Regions from separate parts of the Mus musculus genome. Here region 1 is linked to region 2. A link is a contact called in public Hi-C data. All regions are on one chromosome and are shown on one strand. The core of a region is the stretch at or near the end of the contact, and the rest is flanking DNA. Distances in the headings are between cores, read along the strand shown. Region 1 has its middle 13 kb from the start of Sema3a. Region 2 has its middle 85 kb from the start of Gm52804.

What was found. A called contact is a pair of places that touch in the nucleus more often than the background predicts.
Region 1: a contact with region 2 is called in a Hi-C map of the C2C12 cell line, with 1.7 times the contacts expected there. The contact joins two enhancer-like sites. A contact is called at or near these places in 1 of 15 datasets of contacts at CTCF or cohesin (the NIH/3T3 cell line) and 1 of 484 Hi-C or Micro-C datasets (the C2C12 cell line).

Annotation. Positions count from the first base shown.
Region 1 is chr5:13,382,578-13,389,297 of GRCm38.p6, reverse strand. It overlaps a transcript of Sema3a not described here. Among named protein-coding and RNA genes, the nearest start is that of Sema3a, 13 kb to the left of the region's middle. Within about 2 kb of position 4,362, at least 11 of the 459 cell types and tissues checked have an H3K27ac peak or open chromatin away from gene starts, as enhancers often do. A contact at or near this core is called in the C2C12 cell line, where this site is marked.
Region 2 is chr5:13,226,711-13,233,320 of GRCm38.p6, reverse strand. It overlaps a transcript of Sema3a not described here. Among named protein-coding and RNA genes, the nearest start is that of Gm52804, 85 kb to the right of the region's middle. Within about 2 kb of position 3,555, at least 8 of the 459 cell types and tissues checked have an H3K27ac peak or open chromatin away from gene starts, as enhancers often do. A contact at or near this core is called in the C2C12 cell line, where this site is marked.

The DNA.
Region 1 (6,720 bases), core at 3,113-5,612, 160 kb before region 2:
TTCAGTAAATGAGAAAACTGACTTTACCTCTCTCTAAATGGAGTCTATCAGAAAGGGGCTCAAATGTCACTAATTATTTTATAGGAATAATCATGTTGAAGCTTTACACAAGCGAAAGCTTTAGTATGCTTTTGGACTGGCATGTCAGGATGAAAATAAAAGCCCTTCTGCTGACGTGGAGCTGATTGAGTTACATTTAACAGGATGCAGGGCATGGCGCTTCAGCTATCTTACGGTGGCGGGCTGCTTGCCACCCCAGAAGCAAGATCATGTTTCCTCTGCCCCATGCAATTTCAGAAAGCTTTCATAGATGCTACATGATTGGCACTGTGTCCCTCTTCCCAATCTGATTTATTTGAATGTTACTATCAGCGTGAGAAGTGTACACTGTTAAAGTATTAGAAAAGAAAGTAAAATAATCTAACCTTTCACTTGGTGAGTTTTCAAAAGCTTAGTTTACACAGTAGAAGCTAAGACGGCTTTTTATTTACACTAATGTTTTTTCTGATTGCTTTGTTGAGTCTTTATTTTTCACTTTCATTAAATGAGTTTGAAATACATTCTACAGGTCTTTCCTGTTCACATGTAAAAATGAGTTGCTGGGGACAATCAAATGAAGCAGTAAGATGTATGTAAAATATAGTAAATATGTCATTCCTTAGGGATTTTTAGCATCAATTAAGCTATCCCTCTCTTTTTATGCAGTTTCCTTTTTACAGTCTCACAGAACTGGGGGCATCCCAGACCTGATTCTGCACTGTAAGCGAAACCTCTGTACAAATAGACCGTGTTTGGAGCATGCGTGGAGGTACTCACTGTGCCAGTAAAGTCAGATTTCAGAGTTGTTTTATTTAATATCACAGTTTTAATTACAACTCTTCAGTGGTGAGACTCATGATCTGCTCCCTGTGAGTCCATTGTACAACCCTTTTCACACAGTGGAACTCAAAACATTTACATGGCTGCCTTTACAACTCTTGTCTTAGTTCCTGTGCAATGTAGGGTTAGCAGCAAGAAAGAAAGCTGACTGTCAAATTGTTATACTCAGATGAATAGCCAAAACAGGATGGAAAATAACTTCTGAGTGTTTTCAGAGTCCTATCGTTCCATCAAAACTTTCTTCAAAATATTCAATAAGTTCCATAACTCATTGAGATTGATCTGGAATTCAATTTACAACATTCCGACAATGGGTCATCATTATTTAGTTTTATAGAAAGGTTAAAAAATTTATTTGCTAACGTGGTTAAACTAAAGAAGCCTTAGTTTGCGATGTTCAGAAAAGTATACAATAGGGTGATGAAATGCCCTTTAATAGAATTTCATTGCATATAGGTCTGATAGAACTGAGTTTCATCTGCACAGTTCTCTCAAGCTGAAAGTCAGGTGTTGCACAATTTAAGAGGTAAGGCCTCTTCTTGTTTAAGTAGGTGTGGGAAAAATGTGTCTCCCTTTTCCCAAGAGGTCAGTGGGTGTGTTGGTACAAGAGCTAGGTTTCCAGACAACTACTGTGCAGTTGCAGCTGTCACTAGAAAAGACTGAGAGTGTATACAAACAGAGGACCTTAAAACAATGATGGGTGAGGAGAAGGAGGTTATGTGTTTTCCTTCGCACAGTATTATATATTTATAAATAGACACACCAATACACAGAGAGAGTCACATGTGCGTATATGAGCAAGCATGTATACACATGTATGCATATTTATATAAGAATGTATGTCTGAGTCTGCTTGCTTCTCTGTTGCTATCATTAGAAATAATGACCAAGACAGATGATAGAAAGGAGAGTTCATTTGGGCTATGGTCCAGAGAGATGGAAGTCTATCATTCCAGGCAAGTATGGCGCTAGACAGATACTGTGGCTAGAGCAAGCAGAGAGATTGCTTCTTCAAACTAAAATGGAAAAAAGAGACAGCAAACCAAAAGTGACACAGGGCCTTAAAGTATTAGAGGCAGGACCTAGTGATGTATTTCCTCCAGCAAGTGTGCTCTTCCCTCCAACAAGGATACTCCTCCTTCCCCCAGCAAGGGTGCTCCTCCTTCCAGCAAGGGTGCTCCTCCTTCCAGCAAGGGTGCTCCTCCTAAGCCTCCCCCAATAGACACCAAGTAGGAACCAAATCTTCACATCTGAAACTTTGCGGGTCATTTGTCACTTAAACCAGCATAATTTCCATGTACATGTGTATACTTACAGTTATCCAAATATTATATGAGTATATACATGTGTAAACTTAATGTAATTTTAAAATAATTATTTAGCTTTTGTAGCAGGTGGCATGCTAAAGTTGTAAGAATTCTGAGATGAGCGAGCACACTACCAACCACCCAGGGATTGCATTTCAAGGGAGAAACAACATAATCTTACCTGTTAGGAGCACACAGAAACCTTCTTGTAATGCCAAGGTATAAACTTTAAAAAATATTTTCTCCTGCATTATAAGTGTTTAGTTAAACTCAGACATTTTCTAGTAGTGTGTCATAAAATATTTCTCTCCTGTCTCAAATGATACAAATTCTTCTGGGCATTTTGGCATCTGAAGCATTGGTGGAACGCTGGGCCTTGGTCATTTTTGGTAATAAAACTTAGTCAACTGTGTTTACATTTACTCGTATTTACAATAAAATAATAAGAAATCTCCCTAAAGTTTCTCTGTTCTCATAATTTTATTTTTTAAAATGATCTTTATCACTTTTTTTCCGGAAGTCAGAAATTAGAGTAATTTGTCAAATAAGAAGGTGGACCATTTCTTTACATTTATTACTTCATTATACATTCTGCTAAAGGTAAACACAGTCAACTAAGTTTTGTTACAAAAATGAGTACCACATATTTATAATACATAGGAAAATGACATTAAACATCTAACAACTATGTGACTTTTGTAGGTAAGGGGTTATTATTCTATTTATACAGTGATTCCAATTTAACTACCAAGAGAACTGGTTTTATGTAAATAATGAATAGTATTTTCATTCTAATATTATCTTTTCCTTCCACATATTTAACTACATATTTCCTAACAACACAATTATTTTTCTTATTTTTTATTTTGTTAAAAATTCATTGATGGAATTTGGTTTAAAATAGAAAGATAGGAAAGAATATTCTAAGGCAACTTCTTAGTGATTTTACTGGTTTGGAAAATGAGCCATCTACTCTCCCTGATGTCAAGTGCGAGTAACAGCAGAAGAATTTATTTAATTATTCCATATCGTGAAATGTATGTGTTGGTATGCATTTGTATGTTTGCAGGCTTTTGTTTAATGTAAATGAGAGACTACATTATTGAACATATATGGAATACAGGGCAGTATATTGAGGGGAGTTCAATGTGAACACTGCTCCCAGCCTTGGCATTAGTCAGTTATGGTGCTGCAGAGTAGATTTCTCAGGGCCTCAATATGCTCTACAGATAAATTAATTGGACCAAATAAACTGAATCCCCATTTCCTTATAATTCTGACAATACTATGTTCTAACACATTTACTTGATATAGTGTAAAATTTTATCTCACTTTTGGAAATATTTAATTATTTTGCTTAAGACTAAAATATAATGGACTCAAACTCATCTATATAAGTTATAATTTAAGTTTGGAGATAGATATACACGTTATTTTTAAGATTCTTTCATTCAAAATATTTTATAATATATGTTATCATATTTGTTTGTTTGTTTGTCTTTCAAGACAGAGTTTCTCTGGGAAGCCCTGGCTGTCCTGGAATCCACTCTATAGACCAGGCTGGCCTTGAGCTCAGAGAGTCCCTTGCCTGTGCAAGAAGTAAAGTCATGTGCCACTGGCACATGACCACTTGGCGTGTTTGTTATCTTTAATATCAAAGTATTAACTCATTAAACAAAAACATTTATAATATACATTCTAAACTAGAATACATAGTAATAGTTCAGGATAAGCATAAATTCTATGTTTTTGATGTTAACTTTAACTACTATGGTGCAAAAGTTTTAGAGCTGTTTGTACATTTACCATTCACATTTTTGTGTTCTCATTTGACTTTATTAAGATATACATTGGTAAAGATAATATTATTGGGAAAAGTAACTTACTTTAGGAAATGTTTAAACATGCATTTAAACATGGAGATCATTTTTATGCACTTAACTAGTTAATCTGGGGAAATTATTTTAACAAGTTTGTATTCCTGCTCTGCAGGGAGCCTAAATTAATAAAATATACTAAAAATACAGATAGAAAATATGCATTCCTTGTTCAGGTATCTCAGCCAATAGACATTCAACTCAAGTGAGGTTTTACAAGGGGCTTTCTGTGGGAGACAAAGCTGTTGCTTGAGTTGTTCTTAAATGATGAGTAAGAGCAGCTGAAGAAAGAGGAGGCGGTCACACCAGGACTTCAGCCAATGCACAAAGCCACAAAATAAGAGAGCATGTGTGAGTGCAGGAAATGGGAGCAATTTCGTCAGTAAAAGGATGTAAATTGCAAAGAGAGAAAGGAGAAATCAGCAGGGTCCAAATCAAAAGACATCTCTACAGTCACGCTTGTAATCTTGATGTGGGTGATGAAGTGCCGCAGAGGCTGGAAAGGAGGAGACCATCATAAAAGATCTGCCTTGTAGAAAAGGAGTCCTATTTCAGAGGAAGATGCATTCATTGGTATACGACTGGGAAGCTAGGCGGTCAAGGAAGCTTATTTTAATTATCTATACAAAGAGGAAACTAGGCTACCAATCATGGCAGTGGCATACTAAGAGAAGAGGTAAGACAAATCTAGGATACATAGGAGCCAAAATTTGCTAGTCTTGAGGAAGTGAGGTTAAGGCTAAGGATGGATATGTGAAAAGTGAGATGTTTCTAACAGTTTTACCCATGATTTTGGCAAGATGGGTAGAGCCACTAATCATTAAGACCCGGAGAACACGAGCAGGTATGCCTGGGATAGCAAAGGGAGTGCAATCCTGAACTTGTTGGTTTAGGACAGAGTATCAACGAGTATTTTAGGTACACACAGACAGTTGAACAAATTAGTTTAAAGCTAAATTGCCAGAGGCAAAAATAGGAGTATATGTGGGAGTGAGGGCTAGGATAGAGAGGGAAAGTAAGCTAAGAACAGAACTCTGGAATACAATAAAATACAGGCAGAGGAGAAAAGTAAAAAACAAGGAAAGGAGACCTATCAGGTAAGGAGTGCAGGAGGAAATGCCACGGCAATCCAGGCATTATAGAACCATTATAGGAGGTCAGTAAAGGTGGGAAGAGGTTCTGATGCTGCTGGTACCTGTAGGGTTTGAAGCAGGAGGATGATAGCCATCCATGCATAAAGAGTGATCCTGGTGTTGGCAATAGGGTCCACAGAGCAGCAGTTTGGATATACACAGTACACCATAAGCAATTACCTTGTCAGCTGATTTTGGCGATTCAGCCTTCTGTCTTCTCAAGTCTCAAAGGCAGGTGGGAATTAAAAATTGTTTTTTTTATTCTAAGTTTCATGATGAAATTTGAAAGATGTGCCCTTAGTGATACTAGAGCACACAAGGGTTTACATCCATTGTGGCAGCATCACACCAATTAATTCTTTTTGTTTCCACATGATTGAATTTGTTTCTCCATTCCACCCTCCCAAGTGTCTCCAAGGCTCCAAACACAAATTGATTCTCTGATCACAATGTAATATTATGCCCTTAGCTTTTTACGTAGGTTGATATAACAAATGACCTGGTAAGGAATAGCCCCACAATGTCTGCAAAGCCACTATTCATTATAGGAGTCAACATCTCAAATAATGGTATACATGATAAATCCTCTTCTAGAATTTAGTGCCAGGAAAGATTTTTTCCTAATGAAGAGCTGATATACTCCACTTTATCAGTTAATGGAAATGTATTTCCTTTTTAACCTTGGCAGTGGGGAAATTTAAAATGAAATCTAATCCTTGTGTGTAGAAACTACTGTCTCTTTTCTAGCTGGGAACTGTACTCCCTATTTTCTTTTCTTTTATTATTTTTCTCATTCTGTAATATTACACTTTGTTATGTGTATCCAAGTGCATGTATATAGTGTATATCCGAGCAGTCATTAATCCTGTTACAACATAAGGTGAAATTAACAGCAACAAAACATGTGAACAATGAAACATTTTCTTGGAGTCTGGTTTCTTTTTCCTTACTATTTTTGATGTTATCTCTTCCCTCCTATGTGTTTCAGAATGTGCTGTTCACAAAGAAGTGTTTATCTCTATGGAATTATATTAAATATAAACTCTTCTGTATTTGGATTTTCTTATCAGTTTTATTTTTCTTTAGCTCTACACTTAATTTAAGAAAAAGGATGCCAAAACCCCTCACCTTGAAATACTGACTATTTACTTACTATGTTTTCCTTAATTCTTTTTTTTTTCCATTTTTTATTAGGTATTTAACTCATTTACATTTCCAATGCTATACCAAAAGTCCCCCATATCTACCCACCCCCACTCCCCTGCCCACCCACTCCCCCTTTTTGGCCCTGGTATTCCCCTGTACTGGGGCATATAAAGTTTGCAAGTCCAATGGGCCTCTCTTTCCAGTGATGGCCGACTAGGCCACCTCTCCTGGGCATATATCCAGAAGATGCCCCAACAGGTAAGAAGGACACATGCTCCACTATGTTCATAGCAGCCTTATTTATAATAGCCAGAAGCTGGAAAGAACCTAGATGCCCCTCAACAGAGGAATGGATACAGAAAATGTGGTACATCTACA
Region 2 (6,610 bases), core at 2,306-4,805:
AGTCAGAGAGAACCTGAGTGATAGGTACATTAGAAGAGGCAAAGCCTTTCCATGCTCACGGGTGGCTAGAAGTAACCTAGTGATTATTATAAAACTCAATCCTACCCTAAAAAAAAACAATAAACATTGTAATCACCCCAAATCCTAATGTCATTCTTCACAGACATAAAAAGCAACCCCAAAATTCACATATCCTATGCAATACTGAACAAAAGAATGCTGCATGAGATATCACAATACCTGAAGCCACTTTATATAGCTGGGACAAAGTAATTAAAACTAGTATGGTACTGGCACACCAAGAGACACAGCACGGATCAAGGGCATAGAATTGCGGACCCAGATATAAGTCTACTCTACTATGGTTTACCTGATTTTTAACAAAGAAAGGGTAAATACAATGGAAAAAAGTCAGGCTATGTTAGGAAAATTGGGTTTCCAAATGAGAAGGAGGAGGAGAATGAGAAGAAGGGGAGAGGAAGAAGAAATAGAGAGAGAGAGAGAGAGAGAGAGAGAGAGAGAGAGAGGAAGAAAGAAAGAAAGAAAGAAAGAAAGAAAGAAAGAAAGAAAGAAAGAACGAACTCTGAGTAGATCAGAAACTTCAACATAAAGACCTGATAGACAGAAACTACTACAGAAATCGAAAAGATGATGATGATGATGACGACGAAGACAATGACGATGATGATGATAAAGAACCAGCAGCAGCAACAGCATAAACAGCTGACTATCTGAGTAAGATGCCAGATCAGATACATAGGAAACAAGACCAACAATCAACAAATAGGATGTCATTATAAACATTTCTAAATTACAAAGTGAGTTAATGGAAAGCCAACAGGATGGAGAATGGGAAAAAATTTGACTGATACGGGATTAATATTGAACCTCCCCGCCCCGGAAGAAAATCCTAAAGTTAGACGCTAAGAAAACAAACAACTCAGTTAACAATGGACTATAGATCTGAACATAGTATTCTCATAAGAAGAATTACAGATGGATCAGAAATACTTTAGGCGTGCTAAACATTCTCAGCTATCGGAGAAATTTAAATTAAAGCATGAAGCAAATGGACATGAAAATTCCTTTGGCAGTCTATGCTCATTAAATGGTGGGTGGACAGGGGACAGTGGAGCACAAGTGAACTGGGAAAACAATGAGGGAATACTGAGAATTAAGGGATTAAGTGTAGATGAAATAGGATGGATGATAGACAGATTAGAATTTGGGATAATAAGTATCTTAATTAACTTAAACTAAATAATAATAATTAATAATAATAATAATAATAATAATAATAATAATAATAATAATAAATCTACAGAAAGCCTAATGGAACTACAATAGTGTTTAGGTTAATTGCAAAATACAACATTAAAAAATAAGTACCCTGTAAGCATACATAATTTCCCTATCACATGACATGATTTATCAATTAAAATTCACAGGACACAGCATGTGCTATCTTACTATGAGTTCCTGTTCAGGGAGCCCCAGAAGGAACCAAAATAACACAGGTTATTGGCATTGTCCTTGGTTGCCCGTAACTACATGGCGAGATGCCATACATATAACCTGGAGGACATGAAAAACTCAGTGTCAAACTGTGCGTGAAACTTTCTCCATGATATCTGGATTACATAGCGCTGGAAGGTGCTAGGCAGTTTGAAGTGGGAGAAAAGACATCAATGTTTTTAATCCACACTGTGCTATGAATGCCACAATACCAACCTGGCCAGCAAGTTGTGCTTACTAATACAGTTGTAGCATTAACGTAATGGGTAACTAACTAACCACTTCTCAACTAGACTAGGAGCTTGATCCACAGGGTCCAGCATTTTATGCCTTATATTGTAATCTTTATCTAAAGCCTGTGGCTGGGTAGATTATGGTCTCAGGGTAGAAGTCTGTTTTTGCTATTTTACTGAGAGATCATGCTTTCTACATGTTTATGTTTATAATCACAGACCAAGGCTGTGAGCATCCTTTATCAGAGAAGCTTCCTTTTGCAATGTATGGTGTCAATGGTAAGAAGCATAACTAGTTAGAGAGCTACAAACAGGAGAGTTAGTGCTTAGCCCTAATCCAGGCATCCCTGTTAACTCCACTGCCATTAAGGGTCATGAGCACAGAGGAAAAGGAGGGAAAGAATGTAAGAGCCAGAAGATGGAAAGGCATGCTGTGGACTGCTGTCTTCTAGATACAACCCTGCTCTTACGATAATGAGCTGACTGTAACTATGGTTACTAGCGCAAGACTTGTGCAATACTGACCCAGAATGGATGGGGAGGGATGCTCTCCAAGCCTTGCTCCATATTGAGGAGCCATTGCAACTGTTAGTTGCTGGTGAAGGAAGAAGTGTTCTTTTTTCAAGATATGACCACTGGTAGGTTTCTCATGCTCCAGTGGATGGCCCCGTGCCTATGCTGAGAGGGGTGTCATTTTAACTGGATTTCATGGTTTACATATGATACTGGAAGGCACATGTCAGGGTAAATATGAAGAAAGTTAAGGGGAGAAATATGGGGTAGATATGATTGTATTTCATTGCACATTAAAGTATCAATTTCTCAAAAAATAAAAACTAAGTTAAATTTTAAAAGAACATTTAAAAACATAGAATTGTAACAGATATTTTATTCATTAGTCCAAAGTGTTCACAGTGAATAAACAATATTCTATATAATAAATAGGATTGTGAAAAATAATGTGATACTTGATTATGTCTTCACTTTCTTCTCACATTGCTATGCTAAGCACTCTGGCTTTAAAGACACAAAGAAGCTACTGATCTCTTCAAAGAGATGATGGTTTCATTGAAGTCAAACAGTAGCTGGGAGTCCCGACCCTGTAGAGCACTTCTCTCCCTTACCTGCAGGAATGAAGGTGCCCCTTGATGAGTTGTTTCCTTTGTCACCTTACAGGCTGTCCCATGGATTGTGCTTTAAAAATACCTGGAAAACAAGGCAAATGAACAAAGCTTTAACTTTTTGACCTTTCTGAAATCCCCAACTTTCTTTTAAACCTTTAAGATTATTATTGAAACCCATCTCTCCACACCCTGAAACTGTTTCTGTTCAGCAATGCTAACCTCTGTGTTCTCTCATCACTGGCCTCTCAGGGCATGCTTATCTCTTGCTTCTTCCCAAATTGGATCCCAGAGATCATTTCCATCATTTCTGTGTTAAATTTGGCTCATGTCTCTCACTCTCCATTTAGCTGACTTATCTCTTCAGACAAAACCTGTTCACCCTTCAGCCACTAGAGACATTTCCGGCCTTCTATCTTCACAGTGCTGCGGGACTCAATCTTTCCACTGTTTCTGCTGAACTCACTATGGGCAGTCCCATCAGGATCTGATTCCCCAGAAAGCATGCTATTTTTCTTGAACACAATTATTTACAAATGGTCTTCTTAAAACGTTATGGCAAGCTTTTTTGGAAGAACTTGAATAAGAATTCTGGATTCTGGTTGTCATGCTCGTGTGACCCAGCAGCCACAGCTCTGGTCTCTGTGGTATGAGGGGTAGATAGAGTGGTGACTAGATTAATGAGTCACTCACATAGAGGCTTTAGCCTTGGAAACGGAATCCACAAAGACACATGAGAGAAAGAGGCTCTTAGAAAACAAGAGCAAAATAAATTTCCAGCAAGAAATGACCTGACCAGAAATTCAGCAGCACCCCTCCTTCCCTCCGGAAATGAAAAAGTCTCCCTTTGGAGTTTATTCACACAGGACTACAGGGTCGTGTCTTAGTTGGGAACAATACATTTCCAGACAAATGTCAGTTGCTTTGGTGGTGTTTTATCCCACATGATAGTATTCTCATTGTCACAGGCAGGGGCAGCGTTAGCCACTCTTTGGCTATGCGTTAGGTAAAAGACTGTTTTAGAAACAGAATGTCATGAAAACTGTGTGTCAGCTCCAAGCACAGAACCAAAGACATACGCTGCTATTTGTTTTCTTGTGGTTTACATTTGCCAAGATAGATACCTCTGGCTAGCATGTTGTTGACAGAAAAATGATGAGAAACCCATGCAACAGGAAGGCCATGGCCAAGGGGTATCCATCCAGTCCATCAGGTCAGTGACAATGGCCAAACTTCAGAAGCTGCAAGAGCTGACATTAGGTGAGCCCAGGTGTCTGCTTTCTGTTCTGTTAGAAGGCCACTGAATTAACCATGGTTCCTTTTTCTTGTGCTATACTGTACATTCAATACAGTAGTGTATCAGATAAGACAAAATTATCTGCAACTTATGTTTAATTCCAACATTCCCTTGTCAATGTTCTTTCACTAGAAAAGAGCTAATTTTTCATAATGAAAAGGATTAATCCTAAATGGCAGCTTTTTGTTAGAAAATAAAATAACAGGAATATAATACACCTAAAAAATCAGCATGTGCTTTCTTAGATCTAAATTTCTATTTCTTGTCCCACAGCAATGAACCAGATGCCAGAATCATGCTTCGATTTTCTAGCAGAGTCTGATATTTGTTTCTGTGTCTCTCAATGTTAGCCTTACGTTACAGTCCTTAGGAAGAGAAGAGAAACAGTATAATCACAGACAAATTGCAGAGGTGTTATGCAGAACTATTTGTCCCTAAAAATGATTAAGATTTTGTATTTTCTTCTGAGCCTCCGGGCTTTATCACAAAGAAGATATTAGGAATAGCATTCAACTATGTAATATGTATTAACTTCTCAAGTATACAGCAAATAGAAGTGAGTAGTACTATTTGAAAGTTTAACTTATACTTGTTAGCATTTAATGTGTATTCTTATGATCCACAACATTTTTAAAAGGTAGTTATTAAAGTTTAACATGATATTATTTAAGGAGACAAGGGGTCCAGTAGAACAGTCTGAGCCAAACAAAGCACTATTATAGAAACATGATTAATAAGGCCTGAGTATGAGATCAGGAGAGTACAAGTGTCCCATGCAACCTTCCTAGGGCAGCAGCTCGGAAGAAAATCAGGATAAATGGATACTGAAGGGTACAATGTCAAGGCAGTGCTGCATTACTGGAGAGAGAAAGAAGAAAAAAAACAGATCCACGAAAGACAGTGTAAGTTAATACATGCATGGTTAGCCAACAATTCTGTTTGGGAAAATGAACTAAAACAGTAGTAATAAATTTTGGGGGAATGATACTTACACAAAACTTCATAAAAGTGGAATTAGAAAACATCTATGTCCCTTTAAATGAAATGTACTTACTTTATACAATATAGACACTACACATAAGATGCCTATTTATTAGACACACATTTCATGCATATGTTTTTAGCAATGCACATGTGTACGTTTGTTTATAACTGTGACTTTATTCAGTGACAATTCATAAACATATCCTAATGATATTTTATGAAAGAAAAACTATGAACTTTTCCTAAATATAGGACAGAATAGCTGTATGTGTGTATACAGAAATAAATGTATGCATGGATGCTTAAAAAATCAGTGGTCCAGTTACTAAAATCTGTTTTTGAATTACTTATCAGTGTTTCATAAATTTTATAATTTTTATATTTTCTTCTATTTATTTTAATAATGATAAAATAATCTCTGAGAATTGAATAAATAAAAAAACAAAATAATATATTTAATGTTTCTCTACACGCATTTAGAACAGACAAGTACAAAATTTAGACAAGTGAGCTTCTAGTAATACAGTCTAATGAACTGATAACTCTGTATTGATGATGCTAGGTATTTTCAGTAAAGAATTTAATCGTTTTTAAAATAGATGATTATCAAGTTTATAGGGAACCATAATATTATTGCATATACTAGATATATACAACTGAAATATATACTTGCTCATACTTGTGCATGACAGTACTATACACCATGGCTCATTTGTTAGACCACTAGGAAGGTATATGGATGCATTAAATAAGTTTGGCTCCTTCAAGCAGAAATTTCTGGGGACAAAGCCTCATCATTGAGGATATCATGTGTGCAAACTACACAGAAACATTGTTCACACATACCATTTCCTCTTATTCTTCTAAATACCTATGCAGTAACACCTGCCTACAACTCCAGATTTGCTTAGCAATGGTGTAAGGGCTCTGGGACATCATTCACAAAACTACTCACCTGTTGGGAGCCACCCTCACATTTGCCATTATAAGATGGCACTGACAGCTGTGTTCTAAGTGGTAAACATAATCTGCACACGTGCAGGGGCAGTTTTCCCGCCATGTGTTCTGCCTTTCTCATGATGACAACTGGGCCGATGGGCTGCAGCCAATCAGGGAGTAATACATCCTAGGCGGAGGATAATTCTCCTTAAAAGGGACGGGGTTTTGCCATGCTTTTTCTCTCTCTTGTTCTTGCTTTTTCTCTCTCTTGTTCTTGCTTTCTCTCTCTCTTGTTCTTGCTTTTTCTCTCTCTTCTCTTGCTTTCTTTCTCTTGCTTTCTTGTTCTTGTTCTTTTTCTCTCTCTTGCTCTGGCTCTTGCTCTCTTGCTCTCTGGCTCCTGAAGATGTAAGCAATAAAGCTTTTGCCGCAGAAGATTCCGGTTTGTTGCGTCTTTCCTGGCCGGTCGCGTGAACGTGTGTAAGAGTTGGTGCCGAAACCCGGGAAGAAAAACTCGGGACGGG